Linked DNA regions of Gossypium hirsutum: region 2 is linked to region 1. The links are chromatin contacts, called in public Hi-C maps. All regions are on one chromosome and are shown on one strand. Each heading gives the region's core, a stretch centred on a gene start, on an enhancer-like site or on the middle of the called end of the contact. The rest is flanking DNA. Distances are from core to core; before and after follow the strand shown.

Region 1 (5,694 bases), core at 2,718-5,217:
TAGAGAGATATATGTCACGGGACTTGCCATGTCTAAAGTAAATCACCTCTAATGTTGCTTCATCTAAACATTGTAAATTTAGTTGCAATTCATGCTTTTGATTAGAACAGTTACATAGAATGAGCTTGTGTAAGGATTGGCATGTTAGTATCGGTTGTATGATATGCAAAAAAGTTTAAATGCAAACTGAATTTCTTAAAAATATTAAGATTTTGATTTCTCATTTTCCTTTTCATTTTATTGCAGGCTACAAACCAGAAAATTGTAAAAGCTGATGCTTACGTTGCTGGTCTGTAGTCGGATCTTCAGAAAGTTTCCACTTTTAACTTTTTGTTTTACTGAAAATGATCCTTTATCATTGTTTCTCTATTGATGGCAGCATGTGATGTCCCCGGAATAAAAAGATTGCTTCCATCAGAGTGGAGGGAATTGCAATTTTTTAATAACATTTACGAGTTAGTAGGAGTGCCAGTTGTTACCGTGCAACTTAGATACAACGGCTGGGTGACAGAGTTGCGGGATCTGGAGCAGTCAAGGTATTTCTTTTATCTTATTCTTTACTGTGGTTGTGAATAAAGCGAGTTTAACAACCTAATAAAAGCATCCCGCTTTGTTTCTTTAGAACTAACAAGTTGCTTATTTTGCTTCACTTCAACGGTTGTCCTTAAACTCATTAAAAGGAAACTGAGGCAAGCTGTTGGCCTTGATAATCTCCTGTACACTCCGGATGCAGATTTCTCCTGCTTTGCAGACTTAGCTCTCACTTCTCCAGAAGATTACTACATCGAGGGACAAGGTTCATTGCTCCAGTGAGGACATGCTTTTTCTTAGTGTTATTGCTGTGTATATTTTACATCGTGCAAGGATTTTTCTCTTTTCGCTGCATATTGCCATGTTTTGCTGTTTTGGACTTAAAAGAAGGGGAAAAAAAATATGATTTCAGTCTTCAATATCTATATACTATTTTGATAATTTATATTATGTTGATTGTTGGATTTGGATTTGGACAGAAATTTGATGACCTGTACATAGGAGCTTCTGTATTTCTATAATTCTGTTGAGATTTCATCTGCTTCTGTTTTGACCGAGTTATTGCTTGTTTGGATGGTGTCTTTCAGATGTGTCTTGACACCAGGTGACCCTTACATGCCATTGCCGAATGATGAAATCATAAAGAGAGTAGCGAAGCAGGTTAGACTTCTTAGGAACCCTTCTTCTTAACTTCATTGCAATTTTCAGTGGAGCAAAATGCTTGTCTGAGTCCATTTCCACTTTCTGAACAGCTCAGATGTCTTTGGGTCCACTAGTTTCTATAACATGCTTTTGGTTGAATGCTTAAACTCTTCTTCATAGGCACACAAATTGATGTTGGTGTCAAAAGCTGTGACTTGCTCATATGTGCATTAGGGCCTATTGTTTGATTAGCCGTGACCAAGTCACTATAATATTAAAGTAATTGCAGACATGGAGAATTGAGAAAAGAATTTAGCATTGCTCATGTAGTCACATTTTTTTTTTACCATCAATATCAGCAAGTTTAGTGAAGTATTCATGTATTAACAAATACGGTCAGGGACTAGGTGATGAATCTTGTGCGGGTTTAATGGCTTGTGATTACTGTTATTTTTTATTAAGTTTATTGAAATGTCACTCTCATGATCATCACATCTTTAATAACCCTGTTTTCTTGACAGGTTTTGGCTTTATTCCCATCATCCCAAGGTTTAGAAATTACTTGGTCATCTGTTGTCAAAATCGGGCAATCTCTATATCGCGAAGGACCTGGAAAAGATCCATTCAGACCTGATCAGAAGACACCAATAAAGAACTTCTTTCTTGCTGGATCTTATACAAAGCAGGTAACTTCTACTTTTCTTTTTCCATCTTCGAAATGTTCGGTTACCAAACACCAATTACATCTTTTCCCTTCACCCGATCTGGAAATATCCAAATGTATGAAATTAAGACCCTTTGTTAGTTTTGTTTCAAATTACAACACAGTAGTTGACAATGATTTAAACCTTTTGAAAAGGGGAATAGTATAAATTTTCCATGGTATGACTGGTGTGCAGGATTATATAGATAGTATGGAAGGAGCAACTTTGTCTGGCAGGCAAGCATCAGCCTACATATGTGATGCTGGGGAAGAGTTAGTGGCCCTGCAAAAGAAACTCGCTGCAATTGAATCTCATCAACAGTTGGAAACTTCTTCTGATGAATTAAGCCTTGTATAAATAGTTCATTTATATATACACTAGTATACCCAAACCTCCTCAAATGGCTGACTGGTGGTTATGGCTGGAATATGTTTTTTAATTATTGTAGCATTTATGTAACCAAAGCTACAAGAAAAATATAGAAAAAAAAGACTCCTATCTTTATCTGTGACACTGACTGCAATGATTTTAGAGTTGAAATTAGTTTAATTTTCAAATCATTGGGAAGCAAAAGAAATTCAGGAATAAGATCAAAACTATGGTATAGAGATAAACTTTATAGCAACCACAAAAGTCATTTGCCTCTAGCAGACCTTGTCCTTAATTTGGCCTCGGACAAGCATAAAACAGAGAATCAGCATGCAACAATTTAATACCAAAACATTTATGTAATTGTAATTTAATACCATCAACTTTATTACTGAAACACAAGCTCAGTTATCACACACAACAACAGAAACCACATATTTTACACAAGACACATACACACTATGAGATACATGACACAGATTGCATACGTCAAAATATTCTTTCAAGCAGAGCCATTAGCCAATTCCTTCTCAATGGCAATTTTAGCAGTTTCAAGATCTTCATCAAAGAACATATCCCACTTCCCATCCCATTTGAGGAAAAACTCAGTATCTTCGTAGTATTTCACCCTATGAACATCCCCAGCTGGAATGAACAAGTAGTCCCCGTCACCCAAATCATATCTTTCCTTTTTACTCAAATTCCAAACACTTTTTTTCCCTTTCATCACCAGCAAGCAATGCCCGAAAGTATGGTGATGGGCTGGTTCTACACTCCCAGCCTTAAATTTAATAATAGCCGATGTGGGACTTTCTCTCAATATCTTCATTGACCCACCAGGGATTATATCGATTGGATTCAGTTCTCTGTTCTTAACCAAGCAACAAACAGCACAGGTTTCTGCTTGGGTGTTCTCAGAAGCACCGATTTTAGGCATTTCATTCATCGATTCATCGAAAAAATTTGAGATTTCCTCCGGCCAAGGCTGGGACTTAGAGGCCGGACACGGCGCTTTAAAAGGAGTGTTGAGCCAAGTGTCGACGATTTCCTTAGCGGTATCGGCGGACGTTGACATGCCGGAGAGTGCCAAGACGTTGCAGTTATTGATGGAGCGATTGTTGCGAGCTTCGTCCGGAGTGAGACATGTGGTGGCGAACACGCCGGGGAATTTGTTGGCGAAGATCCCGACTCCGACGCCCGTTCCGCAAGCAAGGAGGCCACGGGTCTCCAAGGAGGGCGAGGTGGTGGCGGAAGATACTCGACGGCCGACTTCAGCACCGATGTTGTAGTAGGAGGTGATTCCGAGATCTTCGACTTCTATGTTGAGGGAGCGGAGGTGGGATACCATGGCGTCTTTTAGCTCGGCGCCAAAAGAATCAGCTCCGGCGATGACTTTTAGGGGGGAAGACGCGGTGGCGGAATCGGCCATGATGCGGCTGTGGGAGGTAGAGAGTAACTACAGTGAGCTTAAGAAGAAAGTTGAGGAAATTAAGGGGCTATTGCCAATAGATCTCACTTCAAATAGATAGAACCTTAAATGAATTTATGACATTTTCTTAAAATATAATTTATCTGATTCATATTCAGCTACAAATATTAAATATCCACGTGTACAAGAAACAAATCTATAAAATATCTATTCTACTAAATAATAATTTTCAATAAATTATTAAAATAGTTATTTTTATTTGTACGTGAAATCATAATTTTAAACGAAAATTTTAGATTAAATTCTGTAATTGGTCCTTATATTTTTTTATTTTGAGTAATTTAATTTTTCTTATATTCTTTTAATTTTTTTTCTTTTTTTTATTCTCTTCTTCTCTCTTTATTTTTCTCCCTTCTCTGTTTCTTTTAATGTAATTTTTCTATATTTTCTATTTGTTTAAAACTAGTTCACAAGCTTGCCTCACTCAAATAAAATTAAATTGTTCAAAAAAATAAAAATATAAGGATTGATTTTAAACAAATGGAAAATATAGAAAAATTACGTTAAAAAATATATAGGATGGAGGAAAACAGAGGAAGAAGCGGAAGAAAATGAAAAAAAAAAGTTAAAAGAATATAAAAGAAAAAAATAAATTGCTCAAAACGAAAAATATAGGGATCAATTGTACAAATTAACTTAAAATTTTTGTTTGAAATGATGATTTAACGTGCCATGTTAGCTTACCGTTACACCGTTAACGGTAATTAACGGCTCAGTGATTAAAATGTTACAATACGATAACGTAAGTAACTAAAATGTAATATTTTAAATATAAATAATTAAAATGTAACTTGAGGTAAATAAAAGTGACTATTTTAATAATTAAACCTATTTTAAATATACTAAAGTTAAAAGAAAAATGAGTTTTTTTTTTAAACCAAGAAAAATGAAGGGAGTTGGATAATGTAAAAATATTTTCTATGAAGAGTTCTCAACAAATAAATAAAGAAATAATATATTTTATCATTCTCAAACTCACGTACTCCTACATTAATAACAATCTCCATATTAATTGGGTTAAAGAATCAATCTATGAAGAGCTTTATACAAAGAGGTTACAACAAATCAATAGTGTAAGCACCACCTCAACTCGATGAGCCAATAGGCTCAACCCCAGAGAAAAAGCTCAAAGGCAGAACAAACCAAAACTTTAACCTTAGGAAATAATTCTGAAGCGAGCAACACCATCCGCACATCAAGTGGATTAGACGAATGAGGGCCAATTGAGTAACGCCATAAGCACAGTCATGAACAACAACCAGAACCACTATTTCGAAGCAAAACAGATACATGTTAGAAGCAAAGACCTTCCTCGTATCATCAGGAAACCGGGCCGCCCAAAGGCAAAGGTGTCGACTACTGAAGCTAAACAACTCCACGACAACGCAATGATTCCAGCAGCAGATCACATACTCTCCTGACTGGACGGACTTTCCCTGATCGGAAAAAAACAACAGATGCAAACAACAAACCACCAAAAACACAGAAATAGTAAATAAAACCACCATAATGGTAGACACTGAAGGCGGCGGCAAAAACCCTGTCCAAACAGATGAGGTAGACCCTCAGCAAAATTCGGCGAGCCTCAATCGGTGACTGGTCGACAACAAAGCACGAAGAAGCCGAGGGGAAGTCATAAAAGAATCGGCTCATAAAGCCTGGAGAAAGGAAGCCACCGCTGTTTCTTTTTTGTTCGTAACTAGGGCATTCATCGCCGACAGCAAGGACTAATTCTCTTGTTGCGAGACTTTCCGAACAAATAAATGATTGCTCATGAAATATGTTCTATTCCCGTGAGTAAAGATCAAACCCCGACAACATGATTAAAACATAACACCAGATTATGTAATTTCTATTACCTTATAATATTATCAATTGCATCTTACCATTTACCTTTCAAGTTCTACGTTCATCCTTTACTTATTTCTCTTTATCCATCTTTTTTACCATATTTCTTTT
Region 2 (6,019 bases), core at 2,432-4,931, 280 kb after region 1:
ATATGCCATAAGTATTAGAGATGGGTTTCGGACAACATAGGAGTGAATGATTCAAAGATACTTGATTAACGATGTAGATATCTTCGGAAAACTGTCATGCTTAATGTTGTTAGGTGATTATGAAATTGCTCGTTTCTGTTTATCGTTCAACCAGCTGTACAGGATAGAGATAACAAATTCTTAACACAAGCAATTGGAGAAGCATATAAAGGGGTTGAATGTAAAGATGGAAGGCCGTTTGGTGCAGTTGTCGTTCGCGATGACGAAGTCATTGTAAGTTGCCACAACATGGTTTTGAGAAACACTGACCCTACTGCACATGCAGAGGTTACTGCTATTAGAGAGGTCAGATAAAAAGAACTAAACAAACCAACAAAACAATTTAATCAAATTTATCGATCCTGTCCATATGTTTACTTGAAACGATTGAAACAGTTCCAATCCCTGAAAACCATGAACTGCTACGAAAAGCTTAGATTTTTTTTGTTGATTGTAAGAAAATATGATAGCTTCAATGGAAGAAATACATATAAATATACATTAGCTTTCATTTGTGGGGTTTTTCAGCATTTATTTGCAATTGTTATGGCTTTTTTATGTTTGATGGCAAGAGTTTGCTGTATTTGTAGCAGTCATGTGATGGCCGATAATTTTGCATGTATGTTAAATATAGTGAGGAAATACGACTAATTCAGCTCGATTGTCATCGGTGCATGTTAGACATTAGGATATAAGGATTCTTAGGTTGTCATATAAATGTATGAGAAATCCATGTTTTCTATTAACATACTATGTCCGACATGCAAGAAACTGAATCGGATTGAGCTCTCAGACTGTGAAATGTATGCTTCATGCGAGCCTTGCCCAATGTGCTTCGGTGCTATCCATCTGTCAAGAATCAAGGTCCGATGCCAAACCTTACTATTTTTTAACGTATATAATCCTTTTCATTAACTCACGGTTGCATATGTTGAGATTTCAACCCCGGACCAGTTGGATGTCACTTCTTAAGAGTGGCTATATGAAACCGAAATCGTGACGTGTTTATTATGTAATGGGAAAGCAGAAGCTGGTTTATGGAGCGAAAGCAGAGGCAGCGGTAGCAATAGGATTTGATAGTTTCATTGCGGATGCATTGAGAGGTACTGGGTTTTACCAGAACGCTAACCTGGAGATCAAGCAAGCCGATGGAACAGTTGCTGTCATTGCAGAACAAGTATTTGAGAAGACCAAGGAAAAGTTCACCTTGTATTAATTTCTCTTTCATTACTAGAAACACAGTTTGAAGTTTATGTTAAGACTGCCCCCTCTTTGAAGTTATCAATAAGTAACGCACTGTTTGATTTCAGAAAATGAAGAAATCCTATAAGTATAGTTATAAGTATAATGATGAAGATATGAGATCGAAAGAATATAAAAATTATTTTATAGACTCTTCCCAATATATTATTCGTAATCTTTGTCCAATTATTAATAATATTTTAATAATTTTTTTCATATCATTAACACATAATTTTGATAATATTTTTACTCCAAATTTTAAATTTAAATCAAGAACTTTAAACACCAAATCTCAATCTCAAATTCTGCAAGTTAATTTTCTGAGATTTGAGCTTGATTGATCTTAATTGAAATTTTTTAAAGTTTTAAAAAGCAATTTAATTTCTGGGTTATAGTTTTACGGGGAATTAACTTTTACAATCATTTAAAATTTTCTATATATGTTAAATCTCCCCAACACGCGCCAAGGAAGCGCGTTGACTGTTAGCTCTCTCTAACCAAACATCCCACCTTACCCTTCCTCTTCAACTGAATCCAACTAACACGCTTTCCTAATCACCGATTCCTCGTGAACCTCTCATGGCTTCGGAGCAGTACGGCGGCGTTTTCGAGGTATCTCAGGACGACGACGAGGAACCTTCTTCCTCCGATAACGAGGTCGACGAAAACGACGACGTCCTTAACGTTAACGAAGACGTTCTGAACGATGAAGACGACGAGGTATTGTTAGAGGAAGACGAAGACATAAATTCCCCTTCTTTACTCCCTCAACCGATCCCTTCCCAAGTATCCTTCGCCTCAGTCCCTGCCGTTCCTCTCGCCGTCCCCTCCGCCTCCGCCGTAACTATCGCCGCCATCTCGACCGACGAATTGCCTCCTGATTCCAAACGCCAACGCGTCGATTCTGTCGTGGCGGAGAAAAAAACTCCGCCGCCGCAGCAATTGGACGATTCGCGACGGTTATTTCAACGGTTATGGACCGACGAAGACGAGATCGAGCTTCTCCAAGGGTTCCTCGATTACACAATGTTGAAAACGAGCTCAAATCCTTCTTCTACTTCTCACCATCACCATCACGATACGGCTTTGTTTTACGATCAAATCAAATCGAAACTCCAGCTGGATTTCAACAAGAATCAATTAGTGGAGAAGCTTCGAAGGTTGAAGAAGAAATATAGGAACGTGATTAGCAAGATCTGTTCAGGTAAAGAATTTTCCTTCAAAAGCCCTCATGATCAAGCTACTTTTGAAATTTCTAGAAGGATCTGGAGTGATGGTGTTAGCAAAGTAGAAGATAATGTCTTAGATGATGACGAAAATAACAATAATAACAACGCTAGTTTGATCGATGAAAGTGGAGAGAAAAAGAATTTGACACAGAAACCAGCAGCCACGAAGAAAAGGTCGAGAAATAAAGGAGTGAAAATGGAGGAAAAAAGAGATGTAAACGATGGAATTGTGCATATGGATAGTAACTCTAATGATAGGGTTAATAATGATAATGGTAATGTAGAAGCACTTGGTGTTGGTAGCAGTGGAGGAGGAGCTAACACGGGGGCGGCCGGGGTCATAGAGGAGACCGTGAGGAGTTGTGTAACACCCTTGTTTAAGGAGTTGTTAGGTAGTGTAATGGTAGGAGGAGGGGGATATGGAGAAAGAGGGATCAGTGGATTGGTGATGAATGCAATGCCATTGTGTTTGGGGGGCGGTGGGGGCAATGGGGAATGGATGGATGAAAGATGGAGAAAGCTGCAGATAATGGAGTTGGAAGTTTATTCGAAACGGGTGGAGCTGGTGCAGGATGAGATTAAGGCGGCTTTGGAGGAGCTCCGGTCAATGAATGGGTGATTTTGGATAAGCTGATATAGTGTAGGGAAGTAAGTGGCTTTTGGGTTTCTGTTGATTTGATTGAAATGATGGTTCTGCTTTGCTTAGTTTGTTTGTTGTAGTATTTTTTTCACATTTGTGTACAATATATGATATATTCAAACATGAGTTGGGTTCACTTGCTTAGAGGATGTTATGTTACGATTAATGTAAAGCCTTGACAGAATGCTTTTTGGGTTTTGGAATAATGAGTTCTGGTTATTTTGAAGCTGAAGCTTATTCAACTTGATTTGATGTCATGGGTAAATGTTTGGTAGTTTCAGAGGGAAGACACTATGGTCAAGTTGATGTCATGGGTAAATGTTTGGTAGTTTCAGAGGGAAGACACTATAGTGTGGTTTTTATATGAGCATAATAGAAAAGAAGGGCTGCAAAATTGAATGATTAGGTTTCAGGCTATTTGATTCACATTATCCATATATATAATTTCTTGGGTTATCCCAGATCCAATCCATCTATTATTTTGTTTGTAAAATTAAATGTCGATTCCACATACCATGGTGAGGTGGCAAAATCTTTGATATCAGTCTCGGGATCAAAACTTCGTTTTTGATCCTGTAACAATTTCTACCTTTCCTTAGTAAAAAGGAAAATGAGGAGTTCGAGCCCAAGCGAAAACCAGGCTTATCCAAGTCAAAACAAAAAATTAGCCCCATAACAAGAAGTTGCATGGTAGACAGAGAGACAGGTGCCTCACCTTATCCAAATCCTTCTATTTTTTTCAAACAGGAAAAGAGCATATGCTCCTTCCCTTCCATGGATCCCTTTCATTTCTCCTCCACCCACTGCCAAAAATATCACTAAACCAAGTCTGACGCCAAAACCCAAAATCAGTAAAAATAGAAAGAGAAATCCTCCGTTGAAATGGCATCTGCAACAGCAAGACTCATTTTTCCTCTTCACCACTTAACCCAACCTTGTCCCAAGCCCAAAAAACCTAATCTCTTTCCCCCCCATAAACTCCTCTCCAGAATTCCTCCCAACATCATCCAAACCCATAGAAACCAATCCCATTTCACCGTTCGTTCCATTGATGTCTCTAAAGAAGACAGTCAAGAAACCCCAACTTCTGACCCAGAAAACAAACAATCTCCATCAGTGGAAGAAACAAGTGGGGGAGAAGAGACGATTGACAAACGCAGGTTAGAAGAGAAGTTTGCAGTGTTGAACACAGGGATATATGAGTGCAGGTCATGTGGGTTCAAGTATGATGAAGCAGTGGGTGATCCTTCCTATCCAATTCCACCAGGGTTTCAGTTTGATAAGCTGCCTGATGATTGGAGATGCCCTACCTGTGGGGCTGCAAAGTCTTTCTTTGTGAGTAAGAGTGTTGAGATTGCTGGGTTTGCTCAGAATCAGCAATTTGGTTTAGGGGGCAATGCTCTTACTTCTGGTCAAAAAGCCCTCTTAATTTATGGCAGTTTGTTCTTCTTCTTTGTGCTCTTCTTGAGTGGCTACTTTTTGCAATAGGTAGGTAGGGTGCATAATATAAATTTCTGTAATTTTTCTTTGCCTTAAAGGTATATTTTTCTGCAAATAGGAAAATCCATCAAACGCCCCCCCGCCCCCCCCCCCCCCCGAAAAAAAAATCGAAGCTTCTTTGATTTTTGTGCGTCATTTTAGTTTGCTTGGCATTTCGTTGCTCCATGCATGCTTAAAATATAAAATTCAAGGGTTTTGAATAGATCATGGTACCATTGGCAAACATTAATCCAAAAAGAGATTTTATGGTTTCAACTTTCAAGCACTTTGAAATTATCTGCAAATCAAGATTGTAGAATCTTAGATATTGAATGATCCTTCCCCATGGCAACTATTCTAACACCCTGAGCTTTAGGTTTACCAGCTTTTAGGCCTTGTTTCTAGGCTTTGTTTTGTAGTAATTTGAGCTTTGGTCCTCATTCATTTACCAAGTTTGTTAGAAGCTTCGGTTTTAAAAAAAAGATTATATTATACTTCTTAAGATTGTAAATCATGATGAATTATAAAAGGCAAAATGTTGATAAAGTTGAATTTAAAACTTTGAATGTCCAAATTCCCTATGCCAAATATCATGTGAATTTCCTCAGATGTATATCATGTCTAAATATATCTCGAACATATTATTTGTAATTGTACCTACACTTACAAACTTCTTCAAAATATAAATATAAATGCATTTACAAAAACAAAGTGGCAATGATAGGTTGTGATTTACATACTTGTAATGGAACACAAGTAAACTTGTCATACAATCATGTCTATCCTGGTTGTAATAGAATAAGCAATGAAAGGGGCATCCTTGAAATGAGAAACAATACCAATCATATTTTCTCCGTTAAGTTACAAAACACAACAGGTGGCTTTGCCAGTTCCGGCTCTTGCCAATGCTATACTGTAAACTGAGATCTACAATATGATTATGCCTATTTGTACAACTTGAACATATAAATGACATTATCGACATAACAGTCCTAGTTTTAGTTGTGTGATGGGAGCCTATGGTTTAAACTACGCAACGGTTTGCATGACTTTGATACACTATAAGTTAAAAATTTGACAATTAGTGAATGTACACGCCTGTGTCAAAGAAATAGGCAACAACAACACCATCCGATATCATGATCACTGCCGATTTACAGGAGATGGACGAGTCTTAATCTGATAAACCTTCTTCGTCTGCTTCTCGTACGCTCCACTAGATGCGTTTTCTTGTTTTAAGCAACTTCCAGGGTTTACATTCACCGGTTTACCTATCCATGTATTGGGTGGTAGGGGAGCAGCACCTGTGTTCTGCTCAGACAGGAGATCTAGATTTTGCAGGCACCTAGAATTTGGCATTTTCGAAGACATCTCTGCATGTGCTCTACCT

The links. Hi-C and Micro-C count contacts between places; a contact is called where the count stands out from the background.
Region 2: a Hi-C map of leaf shows a contact between it and region 1, with 2.3 times the contacts expected there. The contact joins the promoter of LOC107945965 here to the promoter of LOC107888802 in region 1. A contact is called at or near these places in 7 of 34 Hi-C or Micro-C datasets (anther, callus and leaf).

What each region holds. Positions count from the first base shown.
Region 1 is chrA11:109,253,536-109,259,229 of Gossypium_hirsutum_v2.1, forward strand. It overlaps LOC107888802 (DNA damage-repair/toleration protein DRT102), which reads right to left and starts at 3,968. Exons shown (of 1, transcript XM_016813032.2): 1 at 2,607-3,968. The coding sequence starts at 3,675. The coding sequence ends at 2,749. LOC107888796 (zeta-carotene desaturase, chloroplastic/chromoplastic) reads left to right here. Exons shown (of 14, transcript XM_016813020.2): 8 at 1-37; 9 at 247-289; 10 at 380-536; 11 at 681-809; 12 at 1,119-1,191; 13 at 1,695-1,859; 14 at 2,073-2,388. The coding sequence ends at 2,234.
Region 2 is chrA11:109,531,995-109,538,013 of Gossypium_hirsutum_v2.1, forward strand. It overlaps LOC107945965 (rubredoxin), which reads left to right and starts at 3,682. Exons shown (of 1, transcript XM_016880141.2): 1 at 3,682-4,705. The coding sequence starts at 4,033. The coding sequence ends at 4,638. LOC107955944 (probable transcription factor At3g04930) reads left to right here and starts at 1,594. Exons shown (of 1, transcript XM_016891722.2): 1 at 1,594-4,705. The coding sequence starts at 1,861. The coding sequence ends at 3,129. LOC107888738 (guanosine deaminase) reads left to right here. Exons shown (of 5, transcript XM_016812933.2): 3 at 155-345; 4 at 808-903; 5 at 1,067-1,348. The coding sequence ends at 1,255. It overlaps LOC107888726 (5'-3' exoribonuclease 4), which reads right to left. Exons shown (of 22, transcript XM_016812917.2): 22 at 5,456-6,019. The coding sequence ends at 5,773.